Linked DNA regions of Mus musculus: all the other regions are linked to region 6. The links are chromatin contacts, called in public promoter capture Hi-C and targeted proximity ligation maps. All regions are on one chromosome and are shown on one strand. The core of a region is the stretch at or near the end of the contact, and the rest is flanking DNA. Distances in the headings are between cores, read along the strand shown. Region 1 holds the start of Atad1 (ATPase family, AAA domain containing 1). Region 2 holds the start of Kif11 (kinesin family member 11). Region 3 holds the start of Minpp1 (multiple inositol polyphosphate histidine phosphatase 1). Region 4 holds the start of Pten (phosphatase and tensin homolog). Region 5 holds the start of Btaf1 (B-TFIID TATA-box binding protein associated factor 1). Region 6 holds the start of Pank1 (pantothenate kinase 1).

Region 1 (4,577 bases), core at 1,719-4,218, 2.2 Mb after region 6:
TTGTGACTGTGTTGGTGTCCCAGTACCACTACCAGGTTACAGAAGATGGCTGGTTTAGGCTCTGGGTCCCCCATTACCAGGAGTCTTCACTAGGATCACCCTCGTAGATTCCAGGGAGTTTCCACTGCAGTAGGTTTCTGTATCACACTGCTAGTTGCCCCCAAATTCCAGTTATCTCTCCCAGTACCGCCTCCCACCCCCCCCCCCCCCCCCCCGTCTGATCCTTCCTGTTCTCATCCTCTCCTTCCCCCAGTCTGTTCACAGAATCTATTTTACCTTTCCAGGTAGATGCATGGGACCCAACCCCCTGATCTCTGCTTATCACCTTGCCTCTCTGGGCCTGTGGATTATAGCATGGTTATCTTTTACAAACAGGTAATTCCTGCTTATAAGTGAGTACATACCATGTTTGTCTTCCTGGGTCTGGGTTAGCTCACTCAGGATAATTTTTTTTTTCCTAGTTCCATCCATATGCCTGCAAATTCCATGGTGTCATTTTTCAAACAGCTCAGTAATACTTCATTGTGTAAATGTACCACATTTTCTTTTTTTAAGATTTTATTTATTTTATGTATGTGAGTACACAGTCACTGTCCTCAGACACTATAGAAGATGGCATCGGATCCCATTACAGCATTACAGATGGTTGTGAGCCACCATGTGGGTACTGGGAATTGAACTCAGGACCTCTGTTAGAGCAGTCAGTGCTCCTAAAGGCTGAGCCATCTCTCCAGCCTGTACCACATTTTCTTTATCCATTCTAATGTTGAGAGACATCTAGTTTGTTTCCAGTTTCTGGCTCTGATGAGCAAAGTTGCTATGGACACAGTTGGTCAATTGTCCTTGTGGTAGGATGGAGTGTCCTTTGGGCAGTAATTTGATTTTTTTTTTTTTTTTTCGAGACAGGGTTTCTCTGTGTAGCTCTGGCTGTCCTGGAACTCACTCTGTAGACCAGGCTGGCCTGGAACTCACTCTGTAGACCAGGCTGGCCTCAAACTCAGAAATCCGCCTGCCTCTGCTTCCCAAGTGTTAGAATTAAAGGCATGCGCCACCACCACCTGGCAGTAATGTGATCTTTTAAGGCCCAGATGCAAGAAATTTCCTAAATTAAAACATTGGGTACAGCAGAGATAGGCAATCCACTGGAAAGGAAAGAAGCAGCCACATTTATCTTGATCATTTGTACTATCTTATAAACCTCCCATGTCCCCAAGCTTAGACCAGAAGTGTTATCACCTATCTTTACTTAATAAACCCACTTTGTCTTAACTCTTTGTGTGTGTTGTTGTTGTTGTTGTTGATCATGATGATGCATAGCCAAGGATCTGACTTTACCTGAGGGGAGGACCCAGTGACAGTGATGGTGGTACTGTCAACGAACAGAACTGACAAGGTCTAGAAGCTACTAGGAATACTTGTGAGGGATTCTCTTGACTAGGCTAACTGATAGGCTCATTCTAAACTTGGGCAGCCCAGATATTGGCCTACACATAAGGGAATCCCAGGGATTTGTATTCAGTTTGCTTGCTTTGTCACGTGCTGGTGAGTTACCTAGTGTTTCTGCCATTGTTGATGTTGCTGCCTCTGGCCTCATCCACTGAGATCAGAATCCAGGTTCTTCCACAGACTAAAGACTAGTCGTGGCTCTCCAGGAATCCTTAAAGCCTTGTGGTCTTGTTGGACTGCTGAGGCATGTTACCTCCAGCACTGCGAAGCTACCAGGACAGCCATTGTTGGACCATTCAAGACTGTGCTGGGTAAACCAGTCTAAAATTAAAACAAAAAAACCAAACTCTTTTTAATATTGATTCATTCCATCTATTGTGTTCTTCTATCGAACTCCAGTAAAGTCCTTTAACAAGGAACTTTCCAGGCTCTGGCAGCACTTCTGGGCTGTGTCTCTCCACAGCTATTAACAACATCATTTACTAATATAACTGTCAGCAGAGGGAGGAAGCAGTGTGTTACTTATGTGGTCCAGGGTATAAAGCAATCCTCCTTGCATAGCCACCCCAAATGCTAGGAAAACAGGCATGTGACACCAATCCCAGCTTGGCTGTAGAATTCTTTAGCCTTAAAAGATAATCCTGAAAACAGAGCGAAACAAACTGCCTCCTCCAGGAATATAAAAAGGTCTTAAGAAGTCTGTCTTATTCCTTCATAGTCCCACTGCCTTTATTTGAAGTGATGATGCTCCTTTTGTTTATGGGCAGTGTGTCTACTTATTCTTGTTCCTTAGTAGTGTATATACATTCAGAAGGGGCTGGCTTTCAGATACGGTTCCTTGGAATCTTGGTGTCACGTCCCTCACTTCGCAAGAGGAAGGGGTTAAAAAAAAAAGTCATCAATATGCAAAACCTGTCACCAGATGCCCTATTCTGACCCAACTGCCAGACCTCCCTGGTCTGCCTGGCTGCTCAAGCGTTCAGTGGATTCTCAGGCGCCGCCTCCAGGTGTCATCAGTACAGAGATGGGGGAGGAGGGTGAGCTCACCCTAGAAACCGAAAGGCAGATGGTGAGGCCATGCGCGTCTGAGCAGCATCATGAGGACTTGCTGCGGGGATGGGGGGTGGTGGTGGTGGTGGAAGTTTATCAAACCAGGGAAGCATTTCTTTGCCTTCTGTAAAAGGCTCCTCTGTCAGGGTTGCGTACAGCTCCAGAGTAGCAAGGGATTTCATGTGTCAAGCGTCTTTCCCAATTCAGTTTCTGAGTCTCTCAAGTTGAACTCAGAGCCCTTTGGGGAGCACCCTGTTCATCCTATCTACCTTTCTGAATGTTATCGGCCCAGCGGGTACTAAGGTGTAGGTTGGGGAAAGTAGCTCGCCCCGCACTGCGTCGCCATGCCTTGGCTGGCACGCCACCGGCTCGGCAGGGATCGCGCATGCTCCGTGCGGTGGGGGGCGGGGCTCCAGCCCCCGGAAGCGTTCTCTCCCCGGCCGCGTTTCTTTCCTGTGCGAGGCCGGGCTACGGCTCTCCCATCGTCTCTGGTCCTGCCTCTGGGTGAGTAGCGGGTTCCCGCGGGGCCGGGCCAGGTGCGTCCCCCATCCCTCCCGGTCCCCCAGGGCCTGGCGCTCACCTGGGGAGACCAGCCCGGTAGTCACCTGCCTCCGCGTCGGTCACACTTGAGCGCCGCCCCGGATCCAGCGGATTAACCTCCAAGGGCGTCCGGGGCCTCGCCTTGGCGCCCGGCCGGGCGCGAGCCCTCAGGTCTCAGCGCTGGCGGGAGACTCCGGCTGCCCGCAAGGACATCTCTTGTAGGCGGCCTGGTCATTGGAGGATCGGGGGCGCTCAGGGCGACCTCAGGGCTAGGCTTGTAAGAAGGCGGCTGGAAGGAGCCGGTCCGCTCGTGCCGGCCCCTCTCCTCCTCCCTCTTTGTGCAAAGGCGGAGGTGTTTCTTCAGTGCTGGCCATGCTTTCCCAGAACATGCTGATGTTAATAATGACCTGCCCTCTCCGCGAAGCCTGGCAGGAATTCATTGTCACAGTCTGCGACTGTAGGGCCTTGATAGGCACAGAATTGCTGGGACTTTGAGTTGAGAGACCATTTGGAGCACACTGCAGTGACTTAGGGAATACTGCAGTAAAAACGTTAGTAGTTGCTCAGAGATAGGGTATCCACACTGAAACCAGAGCTAAACAGGAAAAGATTTAAAATGATATGCGTTTAAAGATAATTCTGAATTAACACCGGTCTAGTGGTGTTTCTTAGTGATATACAGCAATGTGTATATTTTGTTAAAATTAGCGTCTATGCAAAATTGAAATACATTCTCCACATTTGCAGCCAATTTGCAGATATATCAGTGCTTTATGAATGATAGATGGGTATGTACCTCATCTGTGGAGACTGTATAAAATATTTCCATTCACTGTCCACACAGCAGAACGTTTCCGTTTCATTTCAGGATTTCGAAGTCACTTTTGGATATGATGAGCAGTGGTCTTTTTTTTTTTTGTTTTGTTTTTGGTTTTGTTTTTTTGTTTTTTGAGATAAGTCTTCTCTGCGTAGCCCTGGCTGTCCTGGAACTCTGAAGACCAGGCTGGTCTCCAATTTGGAGATCTGCTTGCCTCTACGTCCCAGGTGCCAAGATTAAAGGTGTCAGCCACAGTTTTTGGAGTTCTTTATATATTCTGGATATTAATCCTCAGTCAGTCAGTTGACAAAGATATCCTCCCATTCTGTGGGCTACCTCTTCACTCAAATTTAGCTGCTGCTACCACCATCAACCTCTGCCTAGACCCAGAGTAGTCTTAAATCTGCCTAGAGTCAATGTTAATATTGGAATGGGAAGATATGTAAGCAAGAGATTTGTCTGTTGGTGGTGTTTTTTTTTTTTAAAGATTTATTATATTTAAGTACACTGTAGCTATCTTTAGACACACCAGAAGAGGACATCAGGTCTAATTACAGATGATTGTGAGCCACCTTGTGGATGCTCAGATTTGAACTCAGGACCTCTGGAAGAGGAGTTAGTGTTCTTAACCGCTGAGCCATCTCTCCAGCCCTGGTGGTGTTTTGATAGGAGTAAAAAATTATTACTGTCATCAGGTATGGTGATATACAGCTTTAATCCCAGC
Region 2 (4,780 bases), core at 1,827-4,326, 2.5 Mb before region 6:
AACAAACAAACAAAAACAACACATCTTCAGGACTCACACTTTTTTTTTTGTTTTGTTTTGGTTTTGGTTTTTTTTTTTTTTTTTTTTGAGACAGGGAGAACTCACACTTCTTGATTTTAAAATTTATTCTAAAGGTGTAAGCAGTCAAAACTATACGATAAACGAGACTGGAACAGACAGACACAGACCAGTGGGATTGAGTGCTCATAAATAAACCCTCTCCTATATGGGCAAATGATTTTAGACAAATGAGCCAAACCATTCAGTAATCTCTGTAACATGGTGACAGAAAACTGGGTATCCTACACAATGAAGCCGAATGTCTCACTTAACATCACATAAAGAGGACCAAAAACTTGCACCTAAGACGTAACACCATAAAACTTAGAGAAACAAAGAAGAAAAAGCCTGGCAGCTTTGGCTTTAGCAACGATTCCCTGGATCAGATACCAAAGGCACAGGCAACAGCATCAAAAATCAGGCATGGTGGCTCACACTTCTAAGGCTCAGGAGGCTGCCACAGGAGCACTGACTGCAGGACTTCAAGCCTGGGTGCAGATGAGTTGCAGGGGAGGCAGAACGCTACATAGTGAGACCCTGCCACCAAACACAAGACGATGAGGATCTAACGTACAACATCCTAAGAAAGCCTCATTTATTGCTTATTAAAGCTTAATGAGGGGCTGGTGAGATGGCTCAGTGGATAAGAGCACCCGACTGCTCTTCCGAAGGTCCGGAGTTCAAATCCCAGCAACCACATGGTGCCTCACAACCATCCGTAACGAGATCTGACTCCCTCTTCTTGAGTGTCTGAAGACAGCTACAGTGTACTTACATATAATAAATAATAAATCTTTAAAAAAAAAAAAAGCTTAATGAGACTGGCGCCAGGAACACTACTTAATAGAGAAAAGACTAACCAAACAAGAAAAAGAAAAACCTATGCCTAAACTATTGTACATAACAGACACGTGTAAACGTTTTCACTGGTAAAAAAATGTTTAAAAAAAATTCTCTTAAGGCCAGCCTTGAAATGTAGGAGGACAGTATGGACACATGAGATGTTTTATTTCTTACTTTGAGGGATAAATACTGGGATTAAAGGCTTGTACCATCACACCCCCACCGTCAGTGTTCTTTGTAACTTTTTATGACTCAAACACTTTGTAAGTAACAAAGGAAATAATAGCACACAGAAAAGGCAATATTGACTAATAATAATAATACTGCAAAAAAATTGTAAAAAAAAGTGCATTTGTTGGGTAGCTTAGGGTAAGAACACTTCTTGTTCTTCTAGAGACCTTGAGTTCTGTTTCTAGCCCCCACACCTGGGGGTGACTCACAACCACCTGTAACTCTGGCCTTAGAGGTGGTGCTCTCTTCTGCTCTCCACAAGCACTCACGTATGTGTGCAAACACCTGAATATATACCCATTATTAAAAATAAAAATTTTTTGAGGCAGAGTTTCTCTTTGTAGCCCTGGTTGTCTTGAAACTCGATCTGTAAAACATGCTGGGATTAGAGGTGTGCCCCACAACTGCCTGCCTAAATCTGCCTAATTTTTTTTTTCCTAAATTCTTAAGTGTGTCTGCTTTCCTGTTGATTAAAATGAAAGTTCCAAATTAAGTAACTAAAACTCCAGAGTTCAGCAATTAAGTATCTTTGGCAAGCCTAGAGTTGCTCACACACACACACACACACACACACACACACACACACACACACACGTCACCTAGTTTAAAAACTTGGGTCTGGTAGCTGAAACTTGAATTGCTTATAACTCCAGAACTCAGAACTAAGGCAGGGAGCTAGTCGGAGTTTGAGGCCAGTCTCAGGAAAAAAAAAAAAAAGGCAGACACAGTGGCACACACTTGTCACCCAGCAATCCCAGCTAAACGACCGAGAGGCTGAGACAGTAAAGTACGCTAACATATAGTTCCAGACCAACCTCGGTAACATCACAAAAATTCAAAAAAATTAAAAACTCTGGGTAAGTTATTTGGATGTCAGTCGGGGAGAGCTGAACCCCACACCCTCCCTCCTCTCAATTTTGTCTTTTGGTCAATGAACAAAGGCAGATAAAAGAAAGAAAGAAAGAAAGAAAGAAAGAAAGAAGGAGAGAGAAACCCTGTCTCGAAAAACCAAAAAAAAAAAAAAGAAGAAGAAGAAAAATGAGAAAGAGAAAAGATGCTGCACCTTAGCCATGTACTTTCATTAGCTCGTGAGTTTCATAAACTCATTTTACAGCTTAGCTTAAATTCAGCAATGTCTACTTGGTTATTAGAGGTGAATTTGATGGTTGCTCTTCGCTGAAAAGTGCGTTCCCTTTTAAAAGCAAACCTACTTTCATCTATTGGACCAAACACACAGAATAAAGAACTATTAGTCTTTCCGAAGTGGAAATAACCCCAAGGTGAGCGCCAAACTACATGCAAAGTAAGTAGGAAGCTTTATTCCCAAACTGACAACTCGGACGGGGTAGCACAGAGCAATGACAGCTAAATTTTCGGCGACATTGGCTTTTAAAAGGGAACGCACTTTTCAGCGAAGAGCAACCATCAAATTCTTTGTGACTGCAGCTTAACTTTAACCAACACCAACATCCCCCCCCCCCCCGAGACAAACCCTAATTTAGAACTAAACGTGGTAGCATGTTTACCGAACAAAACACGGGGAGCCCCAGAAACCGATGACTTGGTGTCCTTCAGAAAGGTAAACAAATCGCTCTCCGGAACGGCTAGCCCAAAAGCTAAGCCTCCGCGTCCGGACTCGTCCCAGCCTCTCCTTACCTGCATCTCACCACCACCTGGATGTTCCTGCCCTTTTCCTCTTTCTTCTTCAAAGAACTCGGCTGGGACGCCATGACGGTCGAGCCAAAACCTGCCGGCCTAGCGGAGACTCAGACACAGTGAGAACCGGGAGCAGCCTCTCCTCACCCGGTGCTGCCAAGGCCACGAGGACCGAGACTCGCAGCTCGGCGTCCCCGAGGTCCACGCAGGCCTCTTGGCCGTGGCCGCCGCCCCGCAAAAGCCGGACAGGACGAACCTCCTCCTCTGCTCCGAAATCAGCAACGATTCCGCGCCTCAATTTTGAAAAATGGAGACGACTGACCGGACCAATAGCAGAGCGGCACGCGAGGCATCATGGGACGCCGTGTCGTCACTGTGGTGACGACGGGGCGTGACCCGAAGAAATGGATGGCGGTGCAGGCTGGCTCCTGTAGTCCGAAGTTCACTGTGCAAGCTTTCAGTGCTGCCGCTGGCGGGCTTCTGGGGCCTGGGACGCCTACATCGCCGCATTCGCTGGGTCCTTACCGCCCTCCGAGGCTTCTCGCTTTCCGTAGAGAGGTGACGAACAACTCGGCCGTTTAAGGTGTAGGTGGGGACCGGGGAAACAGAAAAGCCGAGTCCTCCGCCTCATCGGGTTTCCGGAGCTGCTTTTTCTGTTTCGCGGGATCTTAAATGCGGTTTAGCCTCTCCGATGTAACTTAGCGAGGATCAGAGAAAGCGCCGCCGACCTCGCCAAATACCCGCCTTCCGCACTCCAGATCCCTGGTCCTCTGGATTAAGCAAAGCCAACTGTCTACTGGTAAACTACTCTCGGAGGCAGGAGTGGCAGAGGAGCTCTCCGAGTTCCAGACCAGCCTGATCTATAAAGCGAGGCCAGGACGGCCAGGGCTGGTTGCACAGAGAAACGCTGTCTCCAAAAACAAACAAACAAAAACAAAACAAAAGCTAGCCCCAGAGACTCACTGCTATCTCAAAATGTCCCACAAAGTGAACATATTGAACATCTTTATACCCTTGCCTCCGGCCAGTCTTTCTCACTTCAACACGTGTTTTTAACCAGACCCTTCCTCTGCAATCACCTTCCTCCAAGACTTTGAATCTCGTCCCTGAATGACTTCCTTCGATGTTCCTACTGCTACCCTTTTTTTCTCCTCCCTGCTACTGCATTCACTCAGCAAATATCCTTTAAAAAGCAAACCAAACACATATAGGGACAGAGGCAGAAAGATCAGGAGTTCAAGCGTCCATTTCATACATTTCCAGTTTAGTATCAAACTGTGTTATGTCCATCATTTGCTATTTATTCGTTTGTTTTAAACAAGATATCTTTCTGAACACAAGGCTGGCCCTGTGAGAATCCTCAATGATCTTCCTGCCTTCTGCATACTGGTATTGAAAGAATGAGCTACCAGTCCTGGCTGGTTTCTTGTTTGCTTTTTTTTTTTTTTTTTTTTGAGGGGTGTGGCTTAAGATTATTTATTTATGTGTGGGGTAGTGTGTCTGTGTGTGTGTCCTCCAAGTGTGTGGTGGTGCCCTTGGACAGAAGATGGCATTGAATGCCCTGGAACTGTAGTTAAAAAGTCAGTTGTGAACCACCTACAGTGGGCGCTAGGACCTGAATTCAGGTCCTGTGGAAGAACAGGAAGTGCTCTTAACAGCTCTTATCCATCTCTCCAGCCCATGATTTTTTTTGTTGTTGTTGGTTTTTTTGGGTTTTTTTTTTTTTTTTTTTTCGAGACAGGGTTTCTCTGTATTGCCCTGGCTGTCCTGGAACTCACTCTGTAGACCAGGCTGGCCTCGAACTCAGAAATCCACTTGCCTCTGCCTCCCGAGTGCTGCATCCCATGATTTTTGTCTTTTTGTCTTTTTTTTTTTTTTTTTTTTTTTTTTTAATCTTTTGGAATTAGATGCAAAAGGTCTTACCATTCCTGTGTTTTCCGATGGGCTTGCTTGGCCCCTGTGAAAGGGTCATTCATGCAGACCACTATTC
Region 3 (4,516 bases), core at 40-2,539, 2.4 Mb after region 6:
GCAGAGGCAGGTGGATCTCTGTGAAGCCAGCATAGCCTACAAAGCGAGTCCAGGACAACCAGGGCTGAGAAACCCTGTGTCAAAAAAACAAAACAACAAAACTCCCAATTCTCACAAGCAGTTTGGGAGGAAGAAAGTTCTATATTATTAAGTGCGCCCAGGTGTTAAACTACTTGCCAGGAAGGGAAAAGAAGCTAGGTTGGCACTCGGGGGGATAACGCGATTTGGGAATGTGGAATGTAAAACGAGAAGCGATACTTTCTTTCCCCTCCTTCTAGCTGGGTCTCCAGCGTCCCCTACTGCACTCTTGCGCAGAAAATGCTAGGAATTCACACCTGATGAGTGAATGGACAAGCGTATTACTAAAACAACAGAGACAACCAAGTCCACATCCTGGGTCCCGAGAACGCAAGCGGGAAAGGGAGGTGACAAAAAGGGACACGAGGGGAGGCTGGATGAGGGAGTCCGCAGTCTAGGGAAGGCGGAGCGCGCTGTCACCTGAGACGTCGGGAGGTGGCAGTCCTGGGTGGTAATGCTGCCACAACCCCTGGAGGAAGGCGGCGCTGCTGTCCACACAGCGGTGCTTGGAGCTGGTGATCAGCCGCAGGCGGTCGTAGTTCTCCCGGCTGAAGAGGTCTGGGAAGAGGGCAGCCAGACGCAGGGCCAGCTGTCGCATGTCCTGCCGCCCCTTCTCCACCAGCTGCCCGTCCATCCAGTCACCGTACCACAGCGGCCACTCGGCCAGCGCGGCGGCCACTTGGCTCCCGCCATCCCGGGACTCGCGGGTCTGCAGCAGCCCCTGCAGCTGCTTCAGCTTGCGGATCTGCTTGGTCGTAGGGTAGCGGGTGCCGTGACGGATGAGGGCGACCAGCTGCACCGGGGTGCAGGTCCCCGCCAGCAGCTCCGGGTCCCGCCGCGGCGCCACCGGATCGACCAGCAGCCAGGGGTTGGCATCTTCGTAGCGTGTCTTCGTGCCGAAGTAGGGGCTGAGCACCGAAGCCACCGGGTCGCCGCGCCCCGGGAGAGAGCAGCGCGCGAACGACGAGAGCAGCGCCGCAGCCAGGACCGCGGCGGGCGCTACCGAGGCCGGGAGGTGGCTGCGCGCGCCGCGAAGCATCGTGCCCGGGGGCCCCGCGGAGGGCGGCGCGCCGCTTGCCGACCCCCACTTCCGGATCCGCCGGCGGGGGCGGGAGCAGAGCGCACTTCCGGCCCGGGAACCTCAGAAGGCAAGCGTGGTCTCCGGTGCTGTCACCGAGCGAGTGTGGCCGATCGTCTCGGAGCTTCGGTGTGGACAAGTGGAGAGGCGGAAACCTCCGACGAGCGTGTGACACCGGGCGCAGGTGGAGCCGGCGTCAGTTGACCCGGAGCGTGGGCGACTGTCCGGCAGCTTGGCGCCTCAGGAACCGATTCAAAGATTCCTGAGCTGTTTAGGTTTTTCGGTGTGGTAAAAGAGCACACATGAATCCTTTCCTTTTTCTAGTAGGTAGCCCGGCTTCTACCAAAAGAGAAGCTATAGGAGATGGCTTTTGTCCCTTACGGTGTGTTTTCAACATGTGGCCCCTGAACGATCAGTCTCAAGATCCCTCGAGAAAGAACGTCTGTGGCCTTTGCTTACAAGATACCTCCTGAAGCACACGCCCTCCCCCGACCCTCTTGTTAAGAGTTTGAAAATAAGCAGGACACCTCAGAGCCATGAATTTAGAAAGGGGCTTATTCCTTCAGAAATTTAAGCCCTGGGCTTCAATTTAAGTATGATTTTAATGTAGGCTAGAGCTGACACACCACCTCAAGATTGTAAGCTTGTTTATGCCAAAGGCCATTGAGAGAATAGAAACAGCCGTCCTTATAATTTGAGCACACTGAATCATGGCCTCACAGATGCACTCCATTATTAAATATGACCTCATCACTGTATGGAGGAAACACCCATATTCTCCCATGTAGTTAGATATGCAAATCAGTTGAGATTTTAAAATGTGCATGTGTGAACTAGCATGACTATATGTACAACATTTGTGAGCCCACGAAGGCTAGAATAAAGCGTTGGAGTCCCTAGAACGGGAGTTTCAGGCTGTTGTGAGCTGTCATGTGTACTGTAAACTAAACTGGGGTCTTTTTCAAAACCATTAAGCACTCAGTCACTGAGTCAACCCCAACAGTTGAGTGTCTGTCAGGCCACATAGCTCCGAATCTTGGACTCAAAAATCTTGAATCTAAATACCTTGTTTGTTTGTTTTTTTCCTACCCAAACCTCAGTATGTATGACAATTAAGGAAGATTATTAAATGATAAAATGATCCAAACCCAAGGAGATTTTAACCACATTGGCCACATTGGATCTTTCTCATAAGGACAGTTACCATCTGTACTTAATGGTACAGAAAATTGTACTGTTAAGCACTGACCAAGAAGAAAATGTTATAAAAATCCAGAGTAAATTCCAACTTGAATGCTGAAATTTTAAGGCTCAGGAGTGGGGGAATTCTAACAGAACTGTGCTTTTTTTTTTTTTTTTGATATGTCATTTTGTAGTGTTTAAATGACTAAAAATTCGTGACCAGTCTTACTTTTCACAGGAGGTTACTTAAATTAGTATTCATTGAATTTTAAGCCTTACACCTTATAGACTAAGGTGCTTGCGTTGTTATTTGTTTTCAGTATAAGACATTTTTTTCAATTGTACTTTGATAGTTTACAAAGCAGTAGGTTTCCTTGTGCCCTTTTCATACATGCTTAGTTTTTGCTGAACCTCCTCCAGCCCTGACCTCTCCTCCATGGCCCAGCTTGGATCCCCTACTTAAGCCCTTTCCCAGTGTCCCTCATTCCTTATCAAATGTGTTCTAGAACCATGCCCACTCCTCACCCTTACAAAGTTTCCTTTGTTCTTCCTGGGCCCCTTTTTAGTTTCCTAGTGTCAACAAGCACTCACATATATACACTAAAATCCAAACATGAGAGAGAATGTGTTTGCTTTTTTAAGCCTAAATGTCTTCCAGTTCTATCAGTTTTTGGGAAAATTTCATTTTTCTATATGGGTGAGTAAAATCCCAGTGTATATAAGTACTGTTGTTATTTATCTGTTGATGGAAATATAGACTGATTTCATTTCCTTGTAATTGTGACTAGAGCTACTATAAGTATGGCAGAGCAAGCATCTCCATAGTAGGGTGTGGACGCCTTTAGGTGAATACCTGAGTGTATACCTGGGATACACAGTAGTTCTGTTTTGCAGCTACACTATAATGGCTACATCAGTTTACACTTCAACCCACCCTGACACGGATTCCTTTTTTGCTTCACCCTAGCCATCATGTGGTGTCATTTGTTTTCTTGATGCTAGTCATACTTTGATGGAATCTCAGAGTAATTTTCATTTGCATTCTCTGGTCACTAAGGATGTTGAAGACTTTTGAAAATATTCATTGGCCATTTGTATTTCTTCTTTTGAGGACCCTTGGCCTTTCCCCCCATTTTTAATTAAAATGTAATTATCATCACTTCCCTCTTTCCTCCCCCCAACTCCTCCCATGTCTTCTATAAGACCCTCAAAAATATATGGCCGCTTTTTCTTTTTCTTTCCCCTCTCAGCATCATTAGTTGCCTGGTGTTCTTTGTCTAGAAGTGTGGCTCTAGGAGATCTCCTGTGTTAGCCTGTTTATTGGTGTTGTCATTGTTCAGGTCTTATTCAGGCAGCCATATTGTTGAGGTATCAAAGGTGTAGCCTTCTGCCATTTCCAGGAGACAGTCTCACTTCAGACTTCCTAGTCATCTGCCTCTTAACAGTCTTTCTGCTCAGCTCCTCTGCAGTGATCTGAGCTTTAGGTACAGAAGCTGTGTGGTAGATATATCCTTTGGTACTCCTGTGCCAGTTGATCTCAGCATTATAACCAGTTGTAGTTTTCTGTAATGGTCTCTGTTTGCTGCAAAGCAAAGCTTCTTTGATGTAGGCGTGAAAGCTACACTTTATCTATGGGTGTAAACTTTAGAGTGCAGTTAGGAATTATTAGGAATTAGCTAGGTCTAGTAAAGTAATGGTAGTGGGTTTCTCTCTATGTTCCATGACCTCTCCACTAGCCCCAGGTAGGGTACTTGGCTAGGTTTCTATTACCAGGCATATTTCTCTCCTTTTGAGTGGGCCTTAAGCCCAATTAGACAGCCAGGGTTATCACCAAGATATCAGTCCCACTATTGCACCAATAGAGATAGCTTGCCAAGCTGGCATGTGTTGTTTCATTGACAGTATAGCTGGATATAATTATTCATTGCATCCTTCTGTTGGCATCTTAAATAGTACTTACTGGCCTGTGGAAGCCTGACAGAAGCAATCTTCTGAGTCTTGTATCCAAAGTGTGTAGTGTCTTCAACAAGAGGGTCATTACTTCAGTCTCTGAGAACCAACCATGGGTAACAGCAATAGCCTATATTGGTTTGGAGGTCACTTGGACTACACTAACCAACAACTCAAATGGAGATTTCCCATGCCTGATTCTGGGGTACAGCATACAGGAAATTGAAA
Region 4 (4,662 bases), core at 1,309-3,808, 2.1 Mb after region 6:
TAATTAATAAACAAAGTTCTCCATAGTGATCTATTAGCAGGACATGTATAGACAAGTTGCTGCTGCCCTTCCACCTTAAGAAAATGTCTACTAATATTAACTAAAAAATAATTTTTACAAAGAATACCTTACCACCAATTATAAAATTACATAATTTTAACTAAATACTGTTCAATGCTACAAGTCACATAACAAAATTTTGGGTTGTACCAAAAGGCCCAATCATTTAAAGGCTCAGTCACTTCAGACCTGCAACTTGTGTTTTCGCACACCTTGCACACTGGCCTCCCCAAAGCTCTCAATTTCTGTCAACACTTCCCACTCTGCAAAAGAGGAGGGCTCTCTTTCCTACCCCTGATCATAACCAGCACCATACCTGAAACTGCAAAGATAAATGCTTTAAACCACGAACTTTTGAAGTACAAAGGCCTAACTTTTAGACAATCAGAACTATACAACGTTAAAATTCTTGGGTTTCTGTCTTATTCAACAAGCTGACTCAGTAAATTACTGCATGCAGAGAGCTAGCATACCTACAATCTGGAGCCAGTGATCCATTCCTGCCAGTTTGTCTGGATATTAGCGGGCTAAATTATACTTGACGTTCTGCACAAATCAGGCTAAAACCCACTGATAAGCCAACGAGTCAGAGCACCTGAAACAAAAAATATGAGCAGCGAATTCACGCTACTACTTAAATTTCATGTGAGAACTGAGTTTAACCTCTGCAGTCATTTGCCACACACAGCAAGCATCCCTGGACTCACAGACATCATCATCTGGGATCAAAAACTATTCGATCTCCATTCTATCAAGTGTGGCGAGGTCAAATGAATGGAACATACCACTGAAATGCAAATTTCATATCCTATCCCACATCTCATCAGGAAAGAAAGTCTAATTTAACAAAGTTCTATTAAAAGCTCCAATGATATATATTCTGGCACTATTGATTTTAAACTACAAAACTTCCAAATGCAGGCTCCAAATTTGTAATTACGTCGGTTTAAACACACAAAACTACTTCTACCCTCAAATGTGCACCGTCCATGCTGACGATGACTATGCTTATAAAGTTATGCAAATCAGTCCACAAGTCACATTTCAGAAAAATCTTCCAATGCAACCCAGGAAACTAAAAACAATCACTGCAAGATTCTGAGGCAACATGCCTACGTGCAGCACGGACTTTCATTTTAATCTCATCTACACCCTAGATCTAGGGCCCAAGTCACGATCTAATCGAAATATGCACAACCCAAAGCGTCTATTTTTTTTTTTTTTTTTAGTTCATTTAGAAGGCTGGATTGACGAGCTCGCTAATCCAGTGTACAGTACTCTGTATTACCGGACAATAGATTTTAAGAAGAGACCACAGAGCTCGACAAGAAAACAATCCGTGCCTTGACACTTGCAAGGAGGCATGAGTTCCGTCTAGCCGAACACTCCCTAGGTTGAATACACTGGAAGAGACACAATATGCACGATCTAGAAATGCGCCCAGAATTAAACGTTATAGTCACCCCAACTACAGAAATTTTTCGCATCCGTCTACTCCCACGTTATCAGAGTGACAGAAAAGCAAAGAGGAACAGCCGCAGAAATGGATACAGGTCAAGTCTAAGTCGAATCCATCCTCTTGATATCTCCTTTTGTTTCTGCTAACGATCTCTTTGATGATGGCTGTCATGTCTGGGAGCCTGTGGCTGAAGAAAAAGGAGGAGAGAGATGGCAGAAGCTGCTGGTGGCGAGGCTTCTTCTGCAGGATGGAAATGGCTCTGGACTTGGCGGTCGCTGATGCCCCTCGCTCTGCTGCCGCTTGGCCCTGGACCGCAGCCGGGTAATGGCTGCTGCGGCGGCTGCTGGATGGTTGCAGAGACTGGGCCTGCTTCTCCTCAGCAGCCAGAGGCCTGGCAGCCGAGGCAGCGGAATGGGGAGAAGACGGATAATCCTCGCAGCGGCTGCCTCCTCCGGCGGCCTCCGGAGCCCGGGCCAGGGGGGGTGCGGCGGCGGCGGACGGGAGGCTTAACACCGGCCCGGGTCCCTGGACGTGCCGCCGCCGCCGCCGCCGTGTTGGAGGCAGGAGAAGGGGAGAGAGCAACTCTCCGGCGTTCCCAGCCCTGGCAATGGTGACAGGCGACTCCGACCCCCTCCCCGGAGCCGCGGCCGCCGCCGCCGCTTCTCCCCCCCGCTCCAGGAGCGGGAGGTGCAGCCGCCGAGCCTGCGCCGGCTCCCGCTCGAGCCCACGGCTTCTTCCACCGTCTCTCTCCGAAGCTGCTCAGAAGCTGCCCGGTTAGAACAGACGACGAGGAGGCGAGGCCCGCCGCCGCTGCCGCCGCCGCCGCCCGGCCGGCTCCCCGAGGGCGCTGCCCCCGCGGCTGCTCACAGGCGCTGAGAGGGGCTCTGGGCCGTGGCCGCCGCCGTCTCTCATCTCCCTCGCCTGCGCCGGGCCTGGCCTCACAGCGGCTCAACTCTCAAACTTCCATCATGGCTGCAGCTTCCGAGAGGAGAGAGCTGAGCGCAGCCGCGTCCCGACGCCCAAGCGCGTATCCTGCCGCAGTGCACAAAGAGTCCCGCCACATCACCGTGCGCCGGCCAGCCCGCCCCCTCCGCCGCCCCGCCGGGAGAGCAGGGCGCCTCGGAAAGCCGGAGGGGAGGCGGGAGGCGGGCGGGAGGCGGGCGCTGAGCCGGGGACGGGGCGGGGCGGGGCGGGGCGTCGGAAGGGACAGGGGCGGGGAACGCCGCGGAGCATGCCCAGTGTGTCCGCGGCTCGCTCCCGGAGCTACGCCGGCTTTGGCCTCAGCGCAGAGAGACCCGGCAAAGGTACAACAGGCTGGGGCCGAGTGAGGGTGCGCTGAGCACAATCGCTGACCGCTCACAGGTGGATCGCACTAGCTGACCGCCTTGGTCGGTGCTCCGGGAGCCTCAGGGGCAGGATTATCCTTCCTGCGTCTGTCCCTGCGTTTCTTCGGAACGGCTTTCATTCCCTGCCCTGCGCTGTGGTCAGATTGCAGTGCTTCGCTAGGATTTGTCGGCGACAGTCTTTACCTAGATAACACACCTCTCCCCCTCACGGTGTCCTCAAGGTGTCAGTCTTTGCACAAAGAACAACCCCTATTGTGTCTCCCGCGTGGGTCACCTCATCGGGCTCCGGTTCCCTGCCCCGCCTCTTGCTTCCCAGGCAGCTGGGTTCATTTGCCCGAAAGATGAACGCTCCCAGCCAAGCATGATGATTGTGCATACGGGGCGTGTACATTCACATCTCCCCTGAGTTTCCAGGGCCCAAAGGACACCCCTGGTTGGACAAAGTGGGTCTCCGTGAATAGAGTGCACCTCACACACACCCCTCCACCGCCCGGTGATGAGACCCGCAGCTCCCCGCAGCGGTGGGTCTACCGGATCACAGCCAAGCTCAGTCTTCAAAGAGCTAAGCCCCCACCCCCAATCCCCACTTCGTGGCCGCTATGAAAACCCGGCAGAATTGGATCGCGATGGCCAGGTTCTGACCCTGTCGGACCTTGCATGTTCGAGGACCCGGTTACTGAGCCCGGGTGTGGAGTATGGGACGTTCGGAAGCTGCAGCCAGCGAGTGGGCGGGGCGAGCAGGCCTGGGAGGGCTCAAAGGCGAGGTGGAAGGATACATGAGCCGCGGTCGGAACTACTTTCAGGAGGAGGTCACGTGTGGTCCTAGTTGGGGAACTTTCCAAATTCCCATTCCCCTATCTGTGTGCTCCTGGGGCAGGAGCTTGGTCCCCTCTGCTCTATTAGGTGATCGCCCCCGCCTCCTTCTCCCGTGTGGTCTGCTGGACCCCTCTCTTGCCGGATCGGAGCAGAGAATAGCATCCACGAGCCGTCCGCAGGAGCGCTGTCGGGGCCGAGCGCCTGGGGAGCTGGTTACACAAGCAGCCACATCCAAGCACGTGCCCCCGCCACCCCTCTCTGCTGGCCGCCGCCGGTTTGTGCACGCTGACGCGGAGAGTCCCCAAGCTGTTCCTCCCTTTCGCTTGTAACCCATAGAGCTAGCCAGAAGGCCGGGACACGAGACTCCTGTTCTGGATCTGCCCACACCGCGCGTTCCCAACCGTGGGAGAAGAGGCCGGGCCCTAGGGGGAGGCGCGGGGCGGGGGTGGGGGGGATTGACGCATCTCCTTCGCTTAATGAGGTGAACCCTTTCTAGATCTGTACTCGCGGGGCAAAAGGGTATCTCCTGTTGCTGCTGGCTGGTTAGGCTTACCGATGTTGCAACAAACTTCCAGTCACTGCCCCTGAACTGGTGAGCGCGCCCCACCTACCGTAGACTCAGCCAAGTGACTTATCTGAGCACCTAGTCAATGGCTGTCAGCCCAGAACAAACCTGTCAAGTAAAAGCTTACTGCCGGGATTGGCTGACCTGTCGCGGTTGAGAGAGCTGGTTCAGAAATGCTGATAACTAGCGTACAGCCCCTCCTCCCCCACCAACCAGCCACAAAGCAAGCGATCACCTTGAGCTTGGAGGGAAAAAAAAAATGACATCAACTCCAATGTAGGTAGAGTTTTCTTCCTTATTGTTCTTTTCCCAGGGGACTTAATTCTCAGGATGCCAATCTGAGCCCTAAAGTATCTCTGAGTTGAGACCTAAGCTGAAACACTGGATCATTTTAGAAATCCGGAGGATAGTAGTCA
Region 5 (4,903 bases), core at 940-3,439, 2.0 Mb before region 6:
ACTTAAAGGAATCCCCACTTCCACAATAGCAACGAGAGAAAAATGGAGCTTACTCAGCACAGACTTATGCTTAGTGCATGACATCAGACCTGAAACTACAAAGTTTGTTTTTCAAACTGAATCCACAAATATTTTTAAAAGTCCAATACCTCCTCCCAAGCAAGGCATCCAAAGCCTTCGCTTACATTTAGATTACTAAACTAAGCATGGAAGAAGCTTCTATAAAATGTGGCTGGCTTTAATTATGGCAGTGAGTTTTAAAAAAAAAAAAAAAAAAACAGGAACAACAAACAGCAGTTCTCTTTGAAAGCAGATCATGAGGACCAAAAGCCTTTAAAGCCCACTCTTTCTTTCAAAAGTTGGATCTATAGATTAGTGCTAAGCGAAAAAGATCAATTTTTTTAAAGCACTATCATTTTGCCTCTATAACGCTTTCCAACATTGTACAAATATAAACCTACTTCACGAAAGGAAGTACTAATTCCCTTAAATTAAAAAACCCTGAGAAGGCCAGGTAACACCACATCTCTAATCCCAGAACCAAAGCTCCTTCTGAGTTCGAGGCTAGCCTGGGCTACATGAGCCCCTTGTCTCAAAGAAGAAAGAGAAGACAGAAAAGAGACTTTAAATCTCATGCTCATGTACCAACATATTTCTGGTGTATATATTTATGCATTTACATGGAAGATAAATTATAAGATAAATCTATCTGTACTTGCAGAAATAAATGCCACTTGTATTCTCTTAAAGCAGTTTCATAGGTGCTGAAATAAGAGTCTTTCTCCCACTAAGTCTGCTTATGAAATAAAAATTAGCTGTCCCTACTACCAGTACCTAGCAACTCCCTTCACTCAGCTCCCATGGGATTCTCCCACACACTATTTCATCAGTTACCTAGGGAGTGTGTGACTTGGGTTACTCCTTCCTTATAAGAGTGTGCATAAAGGAATGTGTTCAACTAATTTCGAAAAATTAGTGAAAGCTGTTTATTTTCGTCATTTATCTCCCTCAGTCCATTTGGTGAAAGGACTCAATTCTCATTATCTCATCATCCCTAAAGGACTTTGGTAACTCTTAATGACTAAACACGGAGAGACCATCCCGACGACTTAAACGTCAGCGGGACACCAAAATCATTTCCAAGTTTTCAACTCATTCTATCATCAGAAGCTACACAAGTTAAATGTTTATACGTCTTTCCATAATTTTCCCAGACTCTTCCACGTGGGCAAAATTTTACAATAATTTAAGATCTGTGATAACGCTTGGGGAAAGATGCTAAAATAGTCATCTGCTTAAGACCACACGCTGATTGACAGAATACTTACTGCTTAACAAAAAGGAGGAATTAGACCTCAAGAAAAAAGTGAGCAAGACTATACCCGTTACGCTGTAAATTTTTTTTAAAATTTAGCATAACCAGATGGTCTCTTAGATAACAGTGTTTCAACCCCCGCCTCCATCGACAGTTACTACCAAGTTTTGCCGTGAAATGGTGGTTTGGGAACAGACTTTGATACTACGAAAGAAAAAGAAAAGAAACTCGCCTAGAAATTCAAAGAGGGAAGAGAAACCAAAGAGGAGCAACGTGGTGAAGAAAAAAGAAAAAAGGAAAAAAGAAAAAAAAAAAAAAGCCAGATCGAACGCGCCGAGTCACATTTAACCAGGAGAAAAAGCGCTTCGTGAGCCGACTTCTCCGGGTAACCCGAGCCCAAAGCGCCTGCCAGCCGAGGGAAGCCTCGGAAGTCTGGGCGAGCGAACGAGAAGCAGCGCTCACGCCCCGCACCGTCGCGCCGGGAGCCGACCGACAGCCTCGCCCGCCCGCCCGCGCGCGCTCCCCGTTAGCTGACGGGCGGCGACACCCACCTGGAGACCGCCATGGCCGGCGCCGGCGGTTCGGAACTCTCAGGGAGCTACACGCCGCGCCGCTCCGGCGTTCGTTTCCCGAGCAGAGCGGCGCAGGCCCAGGCCGCCGGGCGCAGGGCGGCAGGCGGCGCGGCGTGGAGCGGCCCGCACGGGCCTTCCGGCATGTGCCGGCCACCGGAGCTCGTCTCCGCAGCGACCAGGGTCCCACACACGGGCGGAGGCGGCGCCGCTCTGACCCGCACCACTTCAAACCGGGTGCCCCCAGCCCCGCTCTCTGCTGACGCAGACGCCGGCACGCCGGACTTAGCGTCTGCACGCCGGAAGTGACGTCACCGGCACGTTTTCCCCCCCCCCCCATCCCCACTCCCTGCCGGCGAGCGGAATGTAGCAGCGCCCCGCGGCAGTGGGAGCGGGTTGGCAGCGTGGATCGGGAGCCCGGCTCCCAGTCTTTAAGATTAATGGGAGAAACGGAAAGAGGTCTTGATCTTCCAGAGAGCGATAAAGATCACCTAGCTAAAGTTCCGAAAGTTCCAAACCTCGGTCTCTAAGTGCTCTCTCCATCCTGACCCTACTACCCAGCTAGGCGGCTTCCAAACAGGAACAAACTGGAGAAAGGAGACTCCGGCCCAGGTCGCGATGCTGTGGGCGGGATGAAGTCAAGAAGGAAACACTGCCGAGGGCTGGCTAGGGTGGTGCAGGCCTATAATCCTAGCACCTGGGAGGCTGAGGCAGCAGATTGTGAAATTGGGGGTCAGTCTGGGCTACAAAGCAATCTCCGGGCCAAGAATTTGCAGTGTGGTTCCGCGAGGAAGAGGGTGGGAGGAGGCTCAAGTGTGTGTTTACTATTATTTACCATTAAGTTCTGCATAAATGGTGAAGGGACTGCTAATGATTTTGCCTAGGCCTATCACCCTTCTTCCCGTCTTTTCCTCCTTCCGTCCCTCCACTGCCAAACACTCCTCTGTAAACTACCATAGCCTTAGAATTTGTTTTTAATGCCAGTAGTCAAACTAGTATTTCTCTAGTTTCGGCAAGCCCAGTTTATAGGCCACTGACAGATTAATCATCAAAAGCACCTGTCCTGTCGCCCTTCCTTATAAAACATGCCCACTAGCTTCTTGTTACCTATTTAGAAGTTATGTCTCAGGCTTTGAGTCTGCTTGTCATCTGTATGATGAGAAGCACTGTAAAAGGTTGTGGAAGGTGGGGAGGGATGTCATGAACCCAGGAAAGTTCACAAGAACTTGGTGAACTGTAAAATAGATCTGTATAGGAAAAGATGAACTAAGTACTTGCTAAAGTATTGCACAGGTGACTAACATTACCCCTTACATTACAAGGCAAAGCTATAAAGTAGTGTGATGTTTTTCCACGGTGGGGCTAGAAGCCCAGGATTTGGGTTCTATACGAAGTATAGAAGAGTGTTTTGAGCAAGAGAAATGATCTAGTTTACATTTTCTATATGTTTTCCCTAGTATCAAAAAATATAGGTCCAGGGCTGGAGAGATGGCTCAACAGTTAAGAATGCTGGCTGTTCTTCCAGAGGTCCTGAGTTCAATTCCCAGCAACTACATGGTGGCTCACAACCATTTGTAATGGGATCTGATGCTCTCTTCTGGTGTGTCTGAGGAGAGGGACAGTGTACTCATATAAATAAAACTATATATATGTATATATATATATATATATATACACATATATACACACACACATATATATGTATGTATACACACACACACACACATATATATATATATACATATATATATAGTCTAAAGCTTTGAAGAGAGGAAAGGCCTATTGTTATCAACTTGGTTTTTTTCCCCAAAGGCAATAGATTTTTAAAAAATGTGTATGTGTGTAGCTTCTGCCTACAGAGGCCAGGGGGCCAGAGACTATCTAAAATTCCTGGAGCTGAAGTTACAGGTGGTTGGAGCTTCCTGAGAGAATTGAACTCAGGCACTCTGGACCAGTCATGTGCTCTTAACTACTGACTTTGATTTCATTTTGTGTTGGTTTGGTTTTTGTTTTTTAAAGACAGAATTACTCTGTGTAGCCCTGCCTGTCCTGGCACTCCCTCTGTAGACCAACCTGGCCCTGACCTCCTGCCTCTGCCTCGTGTGTGCTGGATTTAAAAGTGTGGTGTGCCACCACCACCACCACCACCCTGGCTGAACTGGCTCATTTTTAAGTCCTTTCTCATAACACATAACAACTATGTGTCCAAAGAACTTTTATAATATCACTAAGTTTCATTTCTACATCTGGGAAGTGAAGAAAATAATGGTGCTGATGGAGTTGGTAGGGACTAGATGGGAACACACAGCACTGAACCAAATGACTGCCGAATAAGCACTCAACCCTACTCATTAAGCCGATGAGTCCAGGGACTGGCTCATGCTAGGCACAGTGCGACTCTGAGCTAAACCTCCATTTCTGATGACTCCTTTTGTTAACAGCATAGCCTTGAACGAGTTACTTAATTTCTGTATCTTAATTCCTCAACTGTGGAGTGGGGAAAATAACACTAGTTCACAATTTTTGACAGTATGGTTGTCTGAAGTTACACATAATGGAATTGAAAAGAAATCTAGTGCATTATAGCACTTATGATACCAGATCCCACCAGCTTCTAGGTCAGTGTTCTATAATGAAATACATTTATAATTCTATGGCATGCTGACTTTGAGAAGCATGGCACTGACTACTAGACCTATACATTTCTTGAGGATCCATGTATATCCCCAGTTTATAGTGGCTGTAGAAACACACTCTGCCTTACTCCCCTGATTTGATACCAGCTCCACTCAGTCCCTGAGCCAGAGCCACCTCTTGAAGTTCTTGGAACCAATGGTCCCTGCCTATAAGACCTCTCAATGCGAGGGAGCTGCCCCCTTACAAAGCCAGGACCTTGGCCAGGCTCAAGTGCTTGACAGATTACCAGAGATTGTGCTTTGGGATCTGTGATGGTGGTTGGAGGGGTTAAGACTAAGGTGCTTGTGCTTAGTAAGGGGTGTGAACGCCCCTCTATTTGGCT
Region 6 (4,745 bases), core at 735-3,234:
TGAATAAACCTGTGGGATGTCACCTGGCTTGTGCTTGAAAGGGAAGTAGGTGAGAGACTTTCTGTACCAGGACTTCTGCCCTGACTGGGTCTGAGCCACTTGGCTCAGGCCTCCCTCACCACGCCTGTGAAATCAAGCTGGAGGAGGTGTCCTTGAAGTCACTACAGTGCCAATCTACTCGGCTCAGATCTGTGAGAATTTGCTTATTGAGACGTGGCAATGGAAGCTTTTTTTAGTAAATTTACCACATGAAGTGAGAAGCCCTAAGATCACAGTCCCTTGTTTAGTTTCAAGTGAGCATCCAGAGCTTCCTCAGAATACAATGCTGGTGAGCCTTAACAGAGTATGCAAGGCACACTTAACTGCTTATCGGAGCAGTGGGGAGACACAGGGACCAAGTGGAATGTGACTGCACATTTATATTATTCCACTTCATCTTTGATGTCCCATTACTATGATCATGAAGATATAAGGGAACACATGCATTTTACTTTAACAGTACTAGGGACTGAACCTAGAGCCTTATGCTAGCCAAATGCTAGACATCTCCAGCATCTCTCCAGCATTTTTTTTTTTTTTTTTTTGAGACAGGGTTTCATTACGTAACGAAAACTGACTTGAACTAAGTAGTTAAGGCAGGACTTCAATTTGAGGTCTTCCTCCTCAGGAGGTTTAGCCTCCCGAGTAGTTGGGATGCAGGGCTGTGTTACTAGGTAGGCTATGTGTATTTTGTAGCCAGAAGAAGGAGGTATAAAGGGTTATAGGAATAGGGAGAGATTATAAGCCTGAAGGAGCAAGTTGTACAGAACTGGACAAAAATCAGATGGGCTGAGGCTGGATTACCTAAGGCAATTTCTCAAATCATATAAGCCCAAGGAAGCAGGGAAACAGGGATTAAGTTCTAGTTTTGGTCTTAGTCTCAGTTATGTCTCTGTGCCTTGGTTTCCTGATTTGAAATGACAGGTGGATGAAACAGAGTGGCCTCATTGATTCTGAACCTGTTGATTTTGGGAAGGGCTCTGCCAGAAGAAATCCTCAAACCAAATGTAAACCCCGGGCACAGCTAATGCCAGTTTTGGACCCATGGAGGATTTAGTTCAAGGGGTGGGTAGGCTAATCACAGGTCACTTTTGCTAGGATTAAGGTAGAGGGAAGTTCAAGTTGTTGAAGCTGGCCTTTGGAGACTTCGGTTCTCACCTCTTTAATACAGATGTTTTCAGAGGGTCAAAGAGCTTAGTTTGAGCTTGGTGATGTGCAAATTCAGTGAGGGGCCTGGCCTCTGCCCGCTGTATTCATAGTCATTGGAAACAATAGCCTGCCGTTATGTTCTCTCTATTCCTTCGTAGGGACAGAATCCCATGATAAGAAGTGTCTGACTGTTATATCCCCAGCCTGACTTTAATGTCTACATTAGACTCTTGTGGGCATTTATTATGTGCAAAGGTTATATTAGGTACTTTTGTGACACACAAGAGTCCCCTTTGGACAGACACAAAAGCTAAGGCCTCAAGAAGTCCCCAATACCCAAATGTGTCCCGCTTGCTGGGCACTGCCTATAACAGGTGTGTTAAGTACTGACTTTGTCTTTTGCTCAGTGTCAGTGGGAATCGGAACTGGGAACTGGGGGCTAACTCTGAGGGCTATCATGGTGCTGGTTCCCCTTCTCATAACCAAGGCAACTTTTTATTTCATAAATAACAGAACAGGGCATTGTCCCCTGCCGGTCTTTTCTGGGTGAGGAATGCGCTTTTTATAGCTTGGGATCGGTTCTGTTTACTTGGTTTCTTCTAGCACCGGTTATTCCTGCCTAGTTTTGTCCTTCACTGTCCTTTCTCTCTCTTCCTAGGTTTCCTCTCTGCAAACGACAACTCGAGAACACATGCTGTTTGTGTGAGTGTGCCAACCAAGGAATTTCACTCCCCTCCTTCTCCAAGGCTGCCTACCTCTCTATAAATAATTGTTCTCTTCCCTCCCTTCAGACCTGGGAGTAGTTTGGTCACATTAACGCACGCGCGCCTGCTCACACACTTTCGTGGGGCGGGGATGTAGCATGGGTGACCTTGTGAAGGTACTAGCCCACTGGGGATAGGATTAGCAAACCTGAAACCTCTGCAAATATCTGGCTTCCTCCGGCATTCCTCCCGAGGCTTCTGGCTGTCTCGTGCCTACCTCACCCAGTACCCTTTAGGCTCGCTCCGCCACACAAAGCCCCATCCGCCTATCTCCTCTTCGCAAACCCCGAGAACTTCATTCCGCACGTTGAAACTCGTCGGTGGCGGTGGCGGGTAGGACTGGGCATGCTCAGTGGCGGGGACAGGTCTGGGAGGCGAGGAAGCCGCATTTGAAGTGGCTCGGCCTTGGGATGAGGGGGAGGCGGGCTCCCCGGCCGGGGTCCACCGAGGTTCCCGCAGCTGCGCGCGATGCCGACACGCTGCGGGCGAGAGCAGCAAGCCCGGTGCGCGGGGCCCAGCTCGCCGAAGACGTGGGGACGCCGACGGGAGGAGGGGAGGAGCGCCGGGGCCACCAGCTCCCGACCGCGGCGCCGAGGCTGCGGGAGAGCAAGCCCCAGGGTGGATCGGAAGATCGGGGAACGGCCGACCGTGACCTCCAGCGAGGCTGCCAGAGCCGGAGCCCGCGCACCGCTCCGCCGGTCCCGGGCATGGGCGACCGCGGCGCGCAACACGAGCGCGCGGCCCTGCAGTCCCCGGGGGCCCCCGAGGGCGCCGCGGCCGCCGTGAACGGGCTGCTGCACAACGGCTTCCACCCGTCGGCCGCCAGCAGCCGCGACCCGCCGGCCCCACGCTTCCAGCTCCCGTCCGAGCTGCAGCCGCAGCCGCTGTTCGCCCAGCATGATTCTCCGGCCAAGAAATGCCGGCTGCGGAGGAGGATGGACTCCGGGAGGAAGAACAGGCCGCGTAAGTCCTGCCGGCAGGGAAGCGCCGGTGCCCGCGGTCGAGGGGGGCGACAGAGTGCCGCTCTGGACTGCGTCCTCCCTAGAGGCGTCGGGCGTCCAAGGTGGCGGCCCGCGGTGGCGCCTGTCTAGTCCGATCCGCCTACTGGGTCGGTCAGACACTAGCTGGAGCTGCTCCCTCGGTCACCGTAGCGGCTGGGAGAACGCACTGCCCGCTGTTATTGGTGGCCGTGGGGCAAACAACCCGACTGATCTTGGGTCTGGGACTAGGAGGAGGGCGGGCTGGCACAGCCCGGGGCTCACTGCTCCCTTCTCCGAGCACATCTTTTGGGGCGTGCATCTCAGGCTACCAGTTTGCCCTTTGAATCGCAGAGTAACCGCCAGTATCTAGGGCCCATTGGCAAGCTTAAGGAGGCGTGGAGTTTGACAATCCCCCAAATCACAGCCTATTAAACAGTGTTTCCACACAGCCAGTGAGACGGCTGGTGTAGAGGGAAACACCCACTGACACCATGTGGGCCGGAACGGTGTGGACCAATGAGGATTGCAGGTGGATTCCCCCCCTCCCCTTGGAGTGGGTCGAGTTGAGTGTTTGTAATTGTACAACTCCAAAAAGTGCGTTGTTTCACAACCTGAGACTTGTATATATAATGGTAGACTGTAAAGGGTACCTTCCCCACCTGACATTCTGGGATGTCAGTTTGTAGGTAGAGATTACGAGTTGTTTTGTTTTGTTTTGTTTTGTTGTTGTTGTTTTTTTTCCTTATCTGAGCCTAACTCCATTCAACTGGTTACCTCTTTGTGGGTGTCTTTAATGAAGCTTGTAAATGGCAGAAAGCAAAGTAAGTAGAGTCCACGGTAGTGAGCGATCGGATTCAAACGGGTACCTGTTGCATATCAATTAACTGTTCTGGGTTGGGAAATGATTAAATTGGGCTTCAATTTCTGTAAAAGGTTGATGTTTGGAAAACAGCATAACTCCTTCGCCTGTCTTTGCTTATAATTTTTATCTTTCTGTTCATAGTTTTCATAGCCTTTCTGCAATGCATTCGTTTCTAAAACGTTGGGAACCGCTTTAACACGTCTGGGTGAATCCAGTGCTTACATTTTGCAATGTTAATGTTGTGTGGAGTTTGGGAATTGCCCAGCAGATTTGATTTGGCCATGGCTGTTAGACGGTTATTAAGCATCTGCGTTTTTTGTTTGTTTGTTTGTTTTTGTTTTACATACTTTTTATAGTTTCTAGGAAAATTATTTTATGAACTTGAGATTGGCTGATACCCGTGTCTTATTTCGTTTGTTTTATTTCCCTGAGTCCACATTTTATTTATTTCTCTGATCTCCATCTTAAAGAGTTTATTATAGTTTTCAACAACAGTAACTAGACTCTAAGAGAAAAGTTGGGGAGTCTGAGTAAGGAGACTCCCTAGCCTGAGACCAGCCTGAGCTACGTGGTGAGTTGGGGGTGGGATGGTAGATAGGCAGTCACTGGTTTGAAGACCTTTCTTTTAGTGTTTTTTTTTTTTTTTCCCATTTTCTAACACTTACTGTGTGGTGGTGGGTATGTGGATGCGAGCGTGCTCGGCAGTCCAGGAGGTCAGAGGACAACTTTGAAGAGCTGGTCTCTCCTGACACGTGATCACACTCGGGTCATCAAACTCACATTGACCGGCTTGGTGACAAGGGCCCTTACCTACTGAGCTGTCTCTCTGGCCTCTTTTGGTATTTTCAAGACAGTGTTTTGTGATACAACCCCAGGCTGGCCTGAAACTCTTGGTATTCCTCAGACCTCGACCTCCCAAGTGCTAGGATCATCATACCTTACTCTGCACTG

Evidence for each region. Promoter capture Hi-C pulls out the DNA fragments that hold promoters and counts their contacts.
Region 1: a contact with region 6 is called in a targeted proximity ligation map of astrocytes, with 4 times the contacts expected there. A contact is called at or near these places in 1 of 39 promoter capture datasets (pre-B cells) and 2 of 130 datasets of targeted methods (astrocytes and embryonic stem cells).
Region 2: a promoter capture Hi-C map of hippocampal neurons shows a contact between it and region 6, with 3 times the contacts expected there. A contact is called at or near these places in 2 of 39 promoter capture datasets (hippocampal neurons and pre-B cells) and 1 of 130 datasets of targeted methods (astrocytes).
Region 3: a contact with region 6 is called in a promoter capture Hi-C map of pre-B cells, with 2.9 times the contacts expected there. A contact is called at or near these places in 2 of 39 promoter capture datasets (hippocampal neurons and pre-B cells) and 1 of 130 datasets of targeted methods (astrocytes).
Region 4: a contact with region 6 is called in a promoter capture Hi-C map of liver, with 4 times the contacts expected there. A contact is called at or near these places in 6 of 39 promoter capture datasets (cranial neural crest, hippocampal neurons, liver and 2 more), 1 of 484 Hi-C or Micro-C datasets (pre-B cells) and 2 of 130 datasets of targeted methods (astrocytes and embryonic stem cells).
Region 5: a promoter capture Hi-C map of liver shows a contact between it and region 6, with 2.9 times the contacts expected there. A contact is called at or near these places in 3 of 39 promoter capture datasets (the C10 cell line, cranial neural crest and liver) and 2 of 130 datasets of targeted methods (astrocytes and embryonic stem cells).

Annotation. Positions count from the first base shown.
Region 1 is chr19:32,710,689-32,715,265 of GRCm38.p6, reverse strand. Atad1 (ATPase family, AAA domain containing 1) reads left to right here and starts at 2,968. Exons shown (of 10, transcript NM_026487.3): 1 at 2,968-3,000.
Region 2 is chr19:37,374,678-37,379,457 of GRCm38.p6, reverse strand. It overlaps Kif11 (kinesin family member 11), which reads right to left and starts at 3,076. Exons shown (of 22, transcript NM_010615.2): 1 at 2,791-3,076. The coding sequence starts at 2,864.
Region 3 is chr19:32,482,542-32,487,057 of GRCm38.p6, reverse strand. Minpp1 (multiple inositol polyphosphate histidine phosphatase 1) reads right to left here and starts at 1,289. Exons shown (of 5, transcript NM_010799.2): 1 at 499-1,289. The coding sequence starts at 1,117.
Region 4 is chr19:32,755,473-32,760,134 of GRCm38.p6, reverse strand. Pten (phosphatase and tensin homolog) reads right to left here and starts at 2,558. Exons shown (of 9, transcript NM_008960.2): 1 at 1,612-2,558. The coding sequence starts at 1,690. It also overlaps the pseudogene Gm36566.
Region 5 is chr19:36,923,365-36,928,267 of GRCm38.p6, reverse strand. Btaf1 (B-TFIID TATA-box binding protein associated factor 1) reads right to left here and starts at 2,189. Exons shown (of 38, transcript NM_001080706.1): 1 at 1,867-2,189. The coding sequence starts at 1,880.
Region 6 is chr19:34,876,694-34,881,438 of GRCm38.p6, reverse strand. It overlaps Pank1 (pantothenate kinase 1), which reads left to right and starts at 1,984. Exons shown (of 7, transcript NM_001114339.2): 1 at 1,984-2,915. The coding sequence starts at 2,363.